Regions from separate parts of the Zea mays genome. Here region 2 is linked to region 1. Evidence: chromatin contacts called from public Hi-C data. All regions are on one chromosome and are shown on one strand. Each heading gives the region's core, a stretch centred on a gene start, on an enhancer-like site or on the middle of the called end of the contact. The rest is flanking DNA. Distances are from core to core; before and after follow the strand shown.

The links. A called contact is a pair of places that touch in the nucleus more often than the background predicts.
Region 2: a contact with region 1 is called in a Hi-C map of root tip, with 3 times the contacts expected there. The contact joins the promoter of LOC103654307 here to the promoter of LOC103654302 in region 1. A contact is called at or near these places in 3 of 25 Hi-C or Micro-C datasets (endosperm, leaf and root tip).

The regions. Positions count from the first base shown.
Region 1 is chr4:190,764,996-190,771,207 of Zm-B73-REFERENCE-NAM-5.0, reverse strand. It overlaps LOC103654302, which reads right to left and starts at 4,416. Exons shown (of 1, transcript XM_008681133.2): 1 at 213-4,416. The coding sequence starts at 4,142. The coding sequence ends at 1,002. It also overlaps the pseudogene LOC103655779.
Region 2 is chr4:190,913,154-190,919,958 of Zm-B73-REFERENCE-NAM-5.0, reverse strand. It overlaps LOC103654307 (putative disease resistance protein At1g50180), which reads left to right and starts at 4,657. Exons shown (of 3, transcript XM_008681141.3): 1 at 4,657-5,096; 2 at 5,588-5,808; 3 at 5,994-6,805. The coding sequence starts at 4,845.

The DNA of each region.
Region 1 (6,212 bases), core at 3,167-5,666:
AGTTTGAAATGGTTATACTGTTGTATAAGGCAACAGCAATAGACAATCAAACATGCATGCATGCATGCTGCCACGATTCATCAGAATAAGGACTAACGATAATCTGAAGCATCATCTGGCATAGTGCCACTGCAAAGTTCAGTCTGAAGCATTAGACACTTAATTAGCAGGATCTTTATTGCCTTGCTCACCCAATAGAAGCAAGCTCAGACTGGGGAAAAGCCAGTGCATTTGTATCGACTTGATACATCAACATGGGCAGTTTTTTTTCTTATTAAATTATCGAATGGAGCTGACAGCCTGACAGATAATGAGATAGTAGCAAGTAGCTAGCTACTGCTGCCGCGCTCCTTCTCGACCACTTGTGCTCTCGCTGAGACGAGAAGCGACTCGCGCATGGCCTGGTACCTGGGCCGCAGCTTCTCGAGCGGCGGCAGATGGGCCCTGACGGCCGGCGAGCTGAGGAACCTCCCCATCCACGCAGCGAGGCACGGCATCTTCTCCTCCGCGACCATCTTATTATTCGTCGTCACGCTCACGCCGCCGCCGATCACCTCCTCGTACATCGATCGGAAGCACGTACGCCAGCGGGCCGAGCGATAGGTCCACGAACCCGACCTTGTCCCCGCCGAAGAATGGCTTCCAGGAGACGGCGAGCTCCTTCTCCAGGACCAGCAGCTGCTCTACGGCCGCTTCGTACGCTGCCTCCTGCTCCTCGCCCTCCGTGGTGAACCACCTCCAGATCGGCGGCGAGAGCTGCAAGCGTGACATGACAGCATGAAGTACATACATACGCACAACTGAACTGAAATTGATCGATGAGCAAATAAGAAATAAGCAAGTCGTCTTGTGTTAGCAACTAGAAGGGAATATCGGAAAGAAGAGAGATGTTCAGGTAGAAGAAGGGTTGAAGAAGGAGATAGCAGCGAGGAAGACGATTTGATTTGATATCTGATAGCTAAATTGTTCATGACCCCTTACAGCCAGGGTTTGGGTGTTACTTATAACCACACGACCACTCGGTCCACACGACCAATCGGCCTGCCAACATTTACAAGGCTCACTCCAGCCCAAGCCAGACGGACGCTAGCTTTCATTAGACACCGAGCCCGCTCTCCTGGCGCGCCTGTGCCTTTTCCTGCGATGCCTCCATCTTCATATACTCCATGTATGGTCATCGTCGTCGTAGCAGCATTGTTCGTATTCTTCTGGTACCATCTTTGACTTGAGGAGAAGATGATATGCTGATATTCCCCACCGCTTGAAATGCGGCTTGTCCTCAAGCCGCTTGACTGAGTATTCAACAACAATGGATGGTGCAATTCAAGTTGAGAAAGCTTGCCAGAATCTTGTGTCAGTGTAGCAGATAAAACTAGCTTTGCCAATCTTGCACAGCATCTATCCTTAATTCCACACACCACACCCCTATCCACGTTATGCCAAAAATGATCTTGGCCAATTGAGTGTGTTCGGTGAATCACTGTTATCAACCAGGATTTATAAGCATTGGCTAGGCTGCTATGAACAACACTGTGTAATCGAAGTAGACACAGGTTGAAGACACACTCGTCTGCCCAGGCCCAATTGAGCAGTCTCAACTCAATTTGGTACATCAGCAGCACCATTGCTCTGTCAGCAGGGCAGTTGAGAGTCAGTAATTCACCCAAATCTGAATTTGCAAAACACCAACTGAATAAGTGGTTCCAATTTGCCACAGTTTCAGCATGCATAGTTCTGAAATGGTGACACGTTGGGGGTGGCCATGGAGGCTGTCTAGACACAATGCAAGAATTCCCTACAACAGTATCTTGGAGGGTACGTGCGGCTACCTTGCCAACATTTATGAGACCATCAAAGCAGGGTTGAAGTGGTATAGCACCTTGAAGATAATGTTTCCAATGGCCAGTAAATAAATCCCTCCGTATCATCTCAATGCCACATTGATAATGCTCAAGCACATTCCTAAAAAAATGGTTCCTCGTTGCAATAATCTCTTCGAACAAATAGTAAGGACAGCATGTAAACCAAAGCCTCACAGTGCCATATCCGATTTTTTCGAACATGCAGTCAAATGTGTACGTATCCTTTGCAAGTTTAATGAAATGTAGAGGAAGCTCTTGAGTATCAGATGCACCACATACCAAACATAGCCAACCATTAGACAACCATTTTGTCTTCATTTCCCAGCCCACATGTTGTCCTCCAAAGTAGAAAATGACCACCGTAACATCATCTATGTCCTTTTCAAGCATCATATCAAAGAACCCATGGGCCTCGTTGAGCATATCAACCTTCACCCAGCGATCTATAACTTTGTTAAATGCATTTGAGGTTGGCCTCAGGCCACCATCAAACATATTTTTGAAGTAAGCAACTGCATCTTCTCTTAACCAGACCTGGGTTAAATTCCCTTCTATTACATGAATTCTGCAATTAGACTTCATACACATCAAGCAAAACAAATGGTGGCATGGGAGCTGGAGTAAACTTCTGCCAGTATTTTCACTAAGACAAACTCTGCACTCATGTAAGCTTTGCAGAAATATTTCAGGAAATATTTGCTCGCTTGAACCAGACACAATCTCTGAAATTGTAATACATGTCGCCGGCATAACTGGCAATCCAAAGTATCCTACCGAATGCATCATCTGTGGACCAGTAATCTTCAGTGACAGCCAGAATTCCCAAACAGGTGGTGGCCAAGGCGGAAGCCAGACTTGAACACCATCACCCAGTATCCCATACTGTACAGGCGGTGGCCATGATTGCCTATGCTGCACTGCATCCGTTCTGCAATTGCACGAGTGCAAGAAACGACACTGTATGATGCTAAAGCAATTCGTCAAACACCTGATGGACAGGGTGTTGAGAACTTTGTCCCCAGGCACCGACTGTCCTTGTCCAACAGCATCCTGCTGAACTTGTGTGACAGCACGGAAAGCAGGCATGGGGCAGTATATGGGGAGTTGGAGCAGAAATTCGCAATGGGAGTAATCCTCCGCTATTTGCCATACAATTGAGAGATGATGATGTCCAGCTGCTGCAGCGTACTCCGCGAAAATGAAGTTCCAGCTTTGCTCCTTTTCATCGAACACCACGTGAGCATCCAATGAGGTAGATGCAGGCTTGCTCGCAACTGTCACCATGACGCCGATGCGGGCCACGTCAGTGAGCATCGTAGAGAAGTCGTACTTGGTGGAGGGCAGTTGCCAGCTGGGCTTGTCCGTTCTTAGGGAAGCCATGGCCACTCTGACACAGGCAGCAGAGCTGATCTCCCACGCGCGCGGGCGGTGGCGGTAGTCAGACACACTGACCACGGGGCACCCGACGGGCAGGGGAATGGAGCAGAGCATAGGATCATCCGCCCCCCAAGGGTTGATGCAGACGATGATGCCTTGAACCAGATCCACCCAGCACAGGCAGCTGCCGGTCCCAGAGAAGGAGTTGTCGGGTGCGAAGCACACCTCTTGGGGAAGCCGGATCTCCTTCCTGGCACACTGGGGTGCGGGTTGTTCGCTGGAGCCATCTGCGTCGGTGCACATGGCGTCCTTGTCCCACACATCGAGCTCATCGATGTAGTCGTCGTCGAAGAAGGTAGTGCATCCGCGAGCGGCCTGCTCGCCATCACAGCCAACCAGCACAGCTGAGGTGGTAGCGGTGGTATAATCGGCGAGGATTGTGGCCGACGAAGTCATCCCGTTGTACTCCAGTAGCGCGAGCACCTTGGCGATCTCATCACGGTACAGCTCGTCGTCGACGGGAACGTCGTCGTATGCAGGGACTGCCGAAGAGCCGAACACGCTGTCGTCGTACCGTGGCGCGATGGCGGAGGAAGCGGTGGCGTAGGAGAAGGATTCGGGGTCCTGCTCGCCACCACTGCCAGCCAGTGCCGCGGTCAAGCGGAGCTCCATGTGTACCATCGCCTCGAGAACCCGTGCCACCTCGACTTCCATCGCAGTTGTCGAGACTAACCAGGAAATAGGGAAGGAGTGTCTAGAATGGAACCGAGTCTGATACCAGATGTTAGCAACTAGAAGGGAATATCGGAAAGAAGAGAGATGTTCAGCTAGAAGAAGGGTTGAAGAAGGAGATAGCAGCGAGGAAGACGATTTGATTTGATATCTGATAGCTAAATTGTTCATGACCCCTTACAGCCAGGGTTTGGGTGTTACTTATAACCACACGACCACTCGGTCCACACGACCAATCGGCCTGCCAACATTTACAAGGCTCACTCCAGCCCAAGCCAGACGGACGCTAGCTTTCATTAGACACCGAGCCCGCTCTCCTGGCGCGCCTGTGCCTTTTCCTGCGATGCCTCCATCTTCATATACTCCATGTATGGTCATCGTCGTCGTAGCAGCATTGTTCGTATTCTTCTGGTACCATCTTTGACTTGAGGAGAAGATGATATGCTGATATCTTGTTCCTGAGTCCGGACCGGACCTTGTCCTGCTGGAACCTGGCCCAGAAACGGGCCATGGCGCGCTGGTAGGGGTCCCGAGGGAGGATGGGGTCGCCGCGGTGGCTCCAGGCGTCGTCGATGAACTCGAGGATGACCTGCGACTCCGCGACGGGCCTGCCCTTGTAGACCAGCACGGGGACTTTCTTGTGCACGGGGTTGTACGCCAGCAGCTGGGCGCTCTTGCTCCGGAGATCCTCCTCCACGTACTCGTACTCCACGCCCTTCATCGCCAGCGCCCATTTCACCTGGAGGACGTAGGGGCTTGCCCAGACGCCGAGCAGCGTCGTCACCGCCTTCTCGCTCTCTGCTGCTTGTTGTTCTTGCTCGGGATGATTCATGGATGCTGTCGTCGTTTACTCAACTCTACCTATATGATCTGATGAGCTATATATATATATGATCAGTTCGTCGTTTTCTATTCTTTTGCGGACTGGGGACTGATTTGGTTTCAATGGTTAGTCAGCTTTGGCGGCTTGAATAGTCTGCATATACACAGCACGTAACAGAGACACAGAGTATATATGTCGTTATCTGACCACGCGTACCTCTTCTTTCACCCACACAATGACATAAATGCCAGTGGCCAGTCACTACAGTAAACGAAGGAATTTCCGACGGCTAAAGCCGTCGGACATAAGATTCAGACCGTCGGAGATAGGTTATGTCCGACGGCATTAACCTATCTCCGACGGTTTTAAGTCGTCGAGGATAACGCGTCGGAAATAGCATTATGTCCGACGGCCGCCGTCGAACATAAGCTATATCCGACGGCCCCATCGGACCGTCGGAGGTAAGATGTCGTAACCGTTTTACCCGCCGCCTGGGCCCACTGCTGTTATATCCGACGGTTTAAAGCCGTCGGACATAACATATAACTTATGGCCGACGGTTTTAAGCCGTCGGACATAACATACACCTTATGTCCGACGGCTTACACTAAGCCGTCGGACATAACATTTTTCAGAAATTGCACAAAATTCTGAAATTTAAAAAATCTGACATTTGCAAATACAAAACAGATTTCATACACATACACATTCACAATCACAAATATACTCACATAAGTATACACATTCACAAATATAATCACATAAGCATTCACATTCACAAATTTAACATAACGACATAGTTCCAAATGGTTGCAACAAGTGTTTACATCAACATAGTTGTCCAAAATCCAAAATGAACATTATTCGACGGATAGGCTTTCACATGAAAGGTTGCAACAAGTGTTTTACATCATTATCACTCATATCCATCGCCACCTCCTCCGGCTGGACTATGCGTGTTGAAAAGATTGTTCACCCACGAATGTGTTGTGTCGTCTTGACCAGACCCATCTCCAGGTGCGGCAACTGAAGCGGGTGGTGTCTGAAATCCCTATAACACAAGTACATGAAATAGTAACCACTCAGTTGTTCATTTAAACACATAAGACATCTATGAACATGTCACACACGCATATGTGTACATACCATAGGGAATTGTGACGGAGGCGGAGGCGGAGGTGGAGGCGCCAACATTGGCATTGGCAGTGCAAAGTCCGGAGGCGGCATCCCATATGTCGGCATCGGGACGCCCGCTTGTTGGGCTAGTTGCTACAAATTATATACAAGTCATTGTTGAGCAAACAAGATACACATCAAGTGTTTTGCAAAATAAGCTACAAAATGTTACTTCAACTTACCGAGAGAAGAGCTTGATTTTGGGCCTGGAGGCTTGCATAATACTCGTCCTTCTTCTTCTG
Region 2 (6,805 bases), core at 3,408-5,907, 150 kb before region 1:
CAACAAAGGCTTGTGAGGTAGGCCACTAGCTAGCTTGACCCATATAAAAAACATTACGCATGTAGTGCATGCATGATACATACAAAGTATTTATTGGGCGATTAATTGATTTGTAAACCAAAAATCTATTGATGAATATTCCTCACATCATTGCAATAAATAGATGGTAGCTTATATAATGTATATAGATCTTGTGCCGCGTATCGAATGCCTTTAGGAATTCTTATAGGATGCCCACAGCAGCAGATCGTGTAGAATAGGGAACATATGTGTAGTAGATGATATTGTTTGCGGAGAGGAGCTTGAATTCACACACAGTGGCGTAGCTAGAATTTTCCGTGAGGTATGCCATTAGAATTTTTTATAAATAATTTAATTTAATATATAATAATTTAGTATATAGTTCGAAATATAACACTGTAGATTTAACATTTAAGTCTATAAATGTATATATTAGAATGCAAATATAATATATATCAGTATTTTTTATATGGATCTTGGTGGGCTGGTGGTCCGGTGGGCCGGCTTAGGATATGCCGTGGCCCACCCGGACCACCCATTGTCTACGCCACTGTTCACACATGGTAGAATAGGGAATTCACACACATGGGATAAAGAATGAGATAGGAGAGCGGCCGGAGACAACATGATATATAGCTAAAATGTGTCGGAGGGAAGTTTAAAGTATATCTTCATAGTGAATCTATTTTCTTTGTCGTAAATGCCGACACTTTGCTCTATAAACTTGCGCTCGAGAGCATAATGCCTTTTTTTCTGACTTAAAGGACAATTGACATCGAAACCATATACTCCATCTCCGTCCCAAAATATAGTTCTTTCTATCCCTCTTTTTTTTTCCGTCCACACTCGAATGGATGATAATGAATATATACATGCATGCAAAGTACATTTATATAATTATTAATGAATGTATGTTTAGTCTAAAACGAATTATATTTTTGGACGGAAAAAAGTAGTACTGTAGTCTTTACGTACGAGATGCATGGATGTGTTATCTCTTTATTTATGGGGTTAGTTATTCAGTTTGCAGCTTATTGAGAGGGGTAATGTAACCTTTCGTCGGTATATATACATCGGTAAACTCGACTGAATACCGCATAATCCGAGAGACGACTAAAATATACAACTCCGTTAGTCCCCCCCCTTCCGCCCCTTGAATTTTTCCTATGCACAAAAAAAAACTAGTTTTGCCACGGATGCTGGGTTGAGCTTGTCTAGGTCATTCACGCATAATTTTTAGTCAAGTTATACCGGCCGGTAGGAGATGTTGATTTTTTTGTTATATAAAAAAACATGATTAGATGCATGGTTGGGCATGCAACTGGGGGGTTCGGTTTCTTGGTAATGGCCATCTATTTTGACAAGTCAGCTTATGTAGAGTTTGACAAATACATGCATGGCTGACAGAGTGACGACAGATTGGATCTTTATTTCCCTCGTACTGTATGGTCAGAGAGAGAGAGAGAGAGAGAGAGAGAGAGAGAGAGAGAGAGAGAGAGAGAGAGAGAGAGAGAGAGAGAGAGAGAGAGAGAGAGAGCTAGCTAGCCAGAACGACGGCCCCTGCTGCTGTCGTTCATTCACACCACCATGCACGCATGGAAGAACGTACAGCCTCAGCTCACCGTCGGCGGCGTCTACTACGGCACGTGCATAGCTAGCCAGCTGGTCCAGAGTGCACACAGTGCTTGCACTGTACGCACGCACGCGCCGTCCATCAGCTGCCACGGTGATCTGGCTGGCCCCGGCCAGCCGGACGGCGTGGTGGTGTACCACGCGACACGGCGTGCTAGCTATTGGATAGATTTGGCGGCTAGTAGTAGCTGCGAGCCGGCCGGCGCCGGATCGGAGTCCATAGCCGACCTTGACCGCCGTCCGGCTTTGCTAGCTAGCTAGACACAGACTGAAGAAGGTAGTCCAGGATAAGCTAGCTCATCATCTCCGTACATCTTGTGGAAAAAAAGTAGTTAGTGGTTGTTGGTATATATAGCTTTTGATGACTTGTGTCAAGATGTGAAACGTCTATAGAATAATAGAAACGGGGCAGGTCGTCACGCTACTGCTCTTTTTTTTTATGACAAAAAAGTCCAGTGAACAAAAAAAAAAAAAAACTCCAGCCAGCTCTCTCCCTTGGGCTCCAAGCTTGCGCCGCGCCCACGCCCACGCCCACACTCTCTCGCGCGTAGAGATGGCAATGGGTACCCGCGACCCGATACCCGATGGGTATTTACTCTATTAGAGTATGTATGTGGGCTAAATATTCTACCCGTGGGTCTGTTATTGGGTAAAAATCTTCACCCAATGGGTAAACGGGTATTAGAACGTTCCACCTTAACCCATACTCGTTAACCCGTGGGTATAAAATACCCAATATAAACTTAGCCCAAGCATGAACTTAGACTTTAGTCATCCATCTTTTTTACTATTTAATAACCTTTTAGGCCATTATGTCATAGAAGGCTTAACGACAATTTAATGACCATGTAATGAAACATGTAATTCACCCAATGTGTGTTGAATGGATGGTTAAATGATGCTACAAATTTTGTAATGATATTTAGATGGATATACTTGATATTTGTATAATATAATATTTTGATAGATGTTTAATTTTGTGGGTACGGGTGACCCGATGGGTGACCCATACCCACGTGGGTAAGGGTATGGGGGTAAATTCATATCCACCAGTGTATATGGGTGACCCGGTGGGGTTATTTTTTTGTCGTGGGTATGGGTATGGGGTATTAATACCCGGTGGGTATTTACCCATTGCCATCTCTACTCGCGCGCGCGGCAAGTGCGGCTGAACGCTGATTCTAAGAAGGACTGATTTTTTTTGGGTCCATACAGCCCATTTGTGGCCTAAAACTGAGCCGCTGCTTTACGGGGCCCATACAAGTCAGCCCATTTTTTTAGCATTCGAGTTCAAGGGCAAAGCTGTCTACTATGACTTCCACGCTGGATGCACCAATTACCTTACCATCCTATCTTATCTTATCTGTTTTCTCATTGCTCGTTATCTCTAGTGTCTACTGCACTGCTGCTCGGCAGGCTCGTCTCTGCCTCCCTCCATAGCATGCTGGTCCGGTGGTCCCTAGCCGGCTGGCAGCTGCCTCCTGTGGCCCTGTCCATCGCTCGTCGGCGCGCGAACGTACTGTTTGGTCCAGATGTGATTTCTTACCGGTGATAATGGTTCCTAGTTATAATTGGATAGAGTACCTACTAAAAAAAGCTCAACGACAAAACATAAGTATCGGTATCCATTACCCTATATAATCAGTTTGAGTTAAATTTCGGTGAACCAAACCTCACTGTGGTGAAATCCAACTGGCTGAAAGTTGAAAGCTTGACGAGTGAGCGGAGGAGAAGACGACAGACAGGAGTCACGGGCCGTTACCGGGGGTGTTTCGAGCGTACGACTACGTGAGCTGAAATGACCAAGAGAGGTCGAGAGAGCTGTGCAGAGGGGGTAGCATAGCTGGCACATGGCGTCCACTGCCAGCTACGTCGTACGTACCTGCTGTGCCCACTTGGCTGCCATGCATCATGCATGCACATGCACGCGCGCACCCGTTCACTTTACAAAACCGGATGTAAACGTTATCTTTTAAAGAAAATCTCTTCAATGCCATCCAAACTTATACTAATCCCTTCAATGCCATCAGATTTTATAGCTTCCCTTCAATGCCATCAAATTTAAATTCTAATCCCTTAAATGCCATTGCCGTTAGTTTCAGGTTAACGCCGTTAGTTCTATTTAAAACAAATCTCTTCAATGCCATCAAAATCTATATCAATCCCTTCAATGCCACTAGAAATTGGTTTGATCTATTTGGATTTTAAAAATTCTAGAATAAAAAAATATGGACCAATTCCACACTTTTTAAAAACTTTAGTACATATTTTTTTGTAAACACCAAAAATTACTCCGCTATATCTGTTCGGTCTATTTGATTCCTAATATTTTTTTCAAACTAACAACAAAACACTAATGATAACAGATGGAGATAAATTTTAAAATCAATGTGGTATATTTGCGTTTCAATTTTTTTGGGTTCAAAAAATTTTCTATTCTCAAAATTTTAAAACCCGAATAGATCGAACCAATTTCTAGTGGCATTGAAGGGATCGGTATAGATTTTGATGGCATTGGAGGGATTTGCTTTAAATATAACTAACGGCGTTAACTTGAAACTAACGGTAATGGCATTTAAGGGATTAGAATTTAAATTTGATGGCATTGAAGGGAAGCTATAAAATCTGATGGCATTGAAGGGATTGATATAAGTTTGGATGGCATTGAAGGAATTTTCTCTATCTTTTACGGCTTTTCACGTCCACCATCCACCACTCAAAGGCTCACAAATACAGATCAAAATTTACAAAATAACCCTTTAATAATTTGTTTTTCTTATATTTATATGGACCAACATCTGAATTATGTGAGGGGCTGTAAAATAGATTCTTTACATCCCGTATATGTAAAGAATTTTTTTCCAAGCAAAACGTGCAGGCTGCTGGTCCCTTGCCCGGCCGGGTGCTCACTGCTGCATCTCTCTCTGCATGCAATCGTACGTATACGGTGCGCGTGTTTAATTACTCCCCTGTACCACAAAACACAAAATAAATGTGTTCTCAGCTTCCTATATACACCACTCCTGAGTCCTGCCTCAGACGGACACGGATCACATGCTTTCTCCTATACGTACGGTACGACGGTACGTACACAGTAGTGTACAAGAACACGAGAAGTAGCATGGCTTCCGAGGAGTGCACAGGGCCAGCAGCAAGATAACAGGCGCGTACCAGAGTCCAGAGAGAAGAACATGGCGGAGACGGCCATCGCGGCGGTGCTCTCCAAGTTCGGAGGGCTCGCGGCGAGCGAGGCCAAGGTGCTGCTGGAGGTGGGAGACGACATGATGCTGCTGCGGGACCGCCTCGAGTGGCTGCAGGCCTTCCTCCGCGACGCCGACCACAAGCGCCGCACCGGCGACGACCGCCTCACCCGCGTCTGGGTGCGCCAGATGCGCGACGTCGCCTTCGAGGCGGAGGACGCCGTCGACGAGTTCTTCCGCAAGGTCTCGCTCCTTTAATTAATTTAATTCCGCCCCCTCCTCTGCTTGCTTAGTTGCTTGCATTGCTTGCCGTACGTAGTTCTTACCACCATTAATTTCATCTATTCATCTGAAGAAAAAGGTCGTACGGTAACCTTCACTTACATATATATAGTGGAGAGAAATAAACCAAAGATCACGTGAAATAGTATCGGTTTTGTTTCAAGAATTTGTAGCAAAACGTGTGTACTAGCTAATTAAGTTTATATGCTCAAAATCTTATGTTTCCAACATTATTGTTAAGGAAACTTTATGGGTTTTTTAAGGTGGTGCCCTTGTTTTGGTTGGTGTCCTTATTTTTAACATTAGTCATATTTTTTTTGCTTAATTTTGCTCTTCAAGTGCTATAGACTAGAATACAAAACTGAGCAAAAAAAATACGACTAAAGTTAAAAATAAGGAAGGTGGCAAAACTAAACATCTACATGAATTTCTGGTGAACATCTAATTAACAGGTTGACATGGAAGGCATGGGTTACCAACGCTGGATCACATGGCTCAAGAAATGCTTGCTAGGCTGCTGGGCCGAAATCATTCTCCGGCATGAGTTGTCTGGTCGCCTCGAAAAAATTAACAGCAGGCTCCATCAGATCTCGGAGAACCAAAAGGAGTACAAGGTCGAGCCTACACCATCAGCGACAGTACTCACGTCTTCCACTACAGCCACTTCAGCATGGTATGTATATATGTCCATCTTTAATTTATCACTTCACTTCAGCATGATTTGTCAAACACTTGCTTTAACCTTTTCTTAAGATGCCTAAACTAGAGTCATGGAAAACTTAACTTGCAATTGCATCATGAGGTAGCTAAATGAGCCAGCTTCCATTACTAACAATACTACTCAATGCATGAACACAGGCGGGATGGTTACAAGAACGCCGTGGGTTTTGAGAAAGAAGTGGAGACACTAAAGGAAATGCTGCTTGGTAAAGGTCGCCCTCAGCTGACGTTTATCTCCATACTTGGAGAGAGCGGTGTGGGAAAGCAAACGCTGTCACGTATTCTCTTGCATGACATGGAGAAGAACAAGCAGTTCGACGTCCGAGTCTGGTACAACATGCCGTCGGGTTCCACCACGGAAAACCTCCTCAAGCAAATCTACAAAAAAGCAGGAGGAGGAGGACAGCGGCGGCATCAGCCGTGCGAGTGCGAGTGCGACGACGACGATATCGAAGACGTGCTCCGTCGTCACCTCCTAGCCAACAAGAAGTACCTGCTGATTCTCGTTGGCATATCCTCCAAGACCATGCTCAACTGTGTCAGGGCAAGCCTACCGGACGACAACAATGGAAGCAGGGTAGTGCTCGTATTGGACATCGAGAACGAAGAGGTAGCGTGGCATGCTAATGCCATGAACAAGACGACGGGCATCAGCCACGGATTAATCCACCACTTGAACCGTCTGGACCAAGACAAGAGTGTGGAGTTGTTCTGTATGAGGGCCTTGAGGACAAATCTGTCAGATGAAACCACAGTGAACAGCATGATGAGCAAGTACAGGGAAGTTGTGTACAATATAACTTCCGGCTACCCTCTGGCTATAGTGGTTTTGGCCGGACTCCTACGGTTCAAGGAGAAGCCAGGGCAATGGAACGCGGTGCTGCAGCAGCTCAGGACGACGTCGTCTGGACCAGCAGCAGCAGATCAAGAAGCGCATCAGCAAGACGACC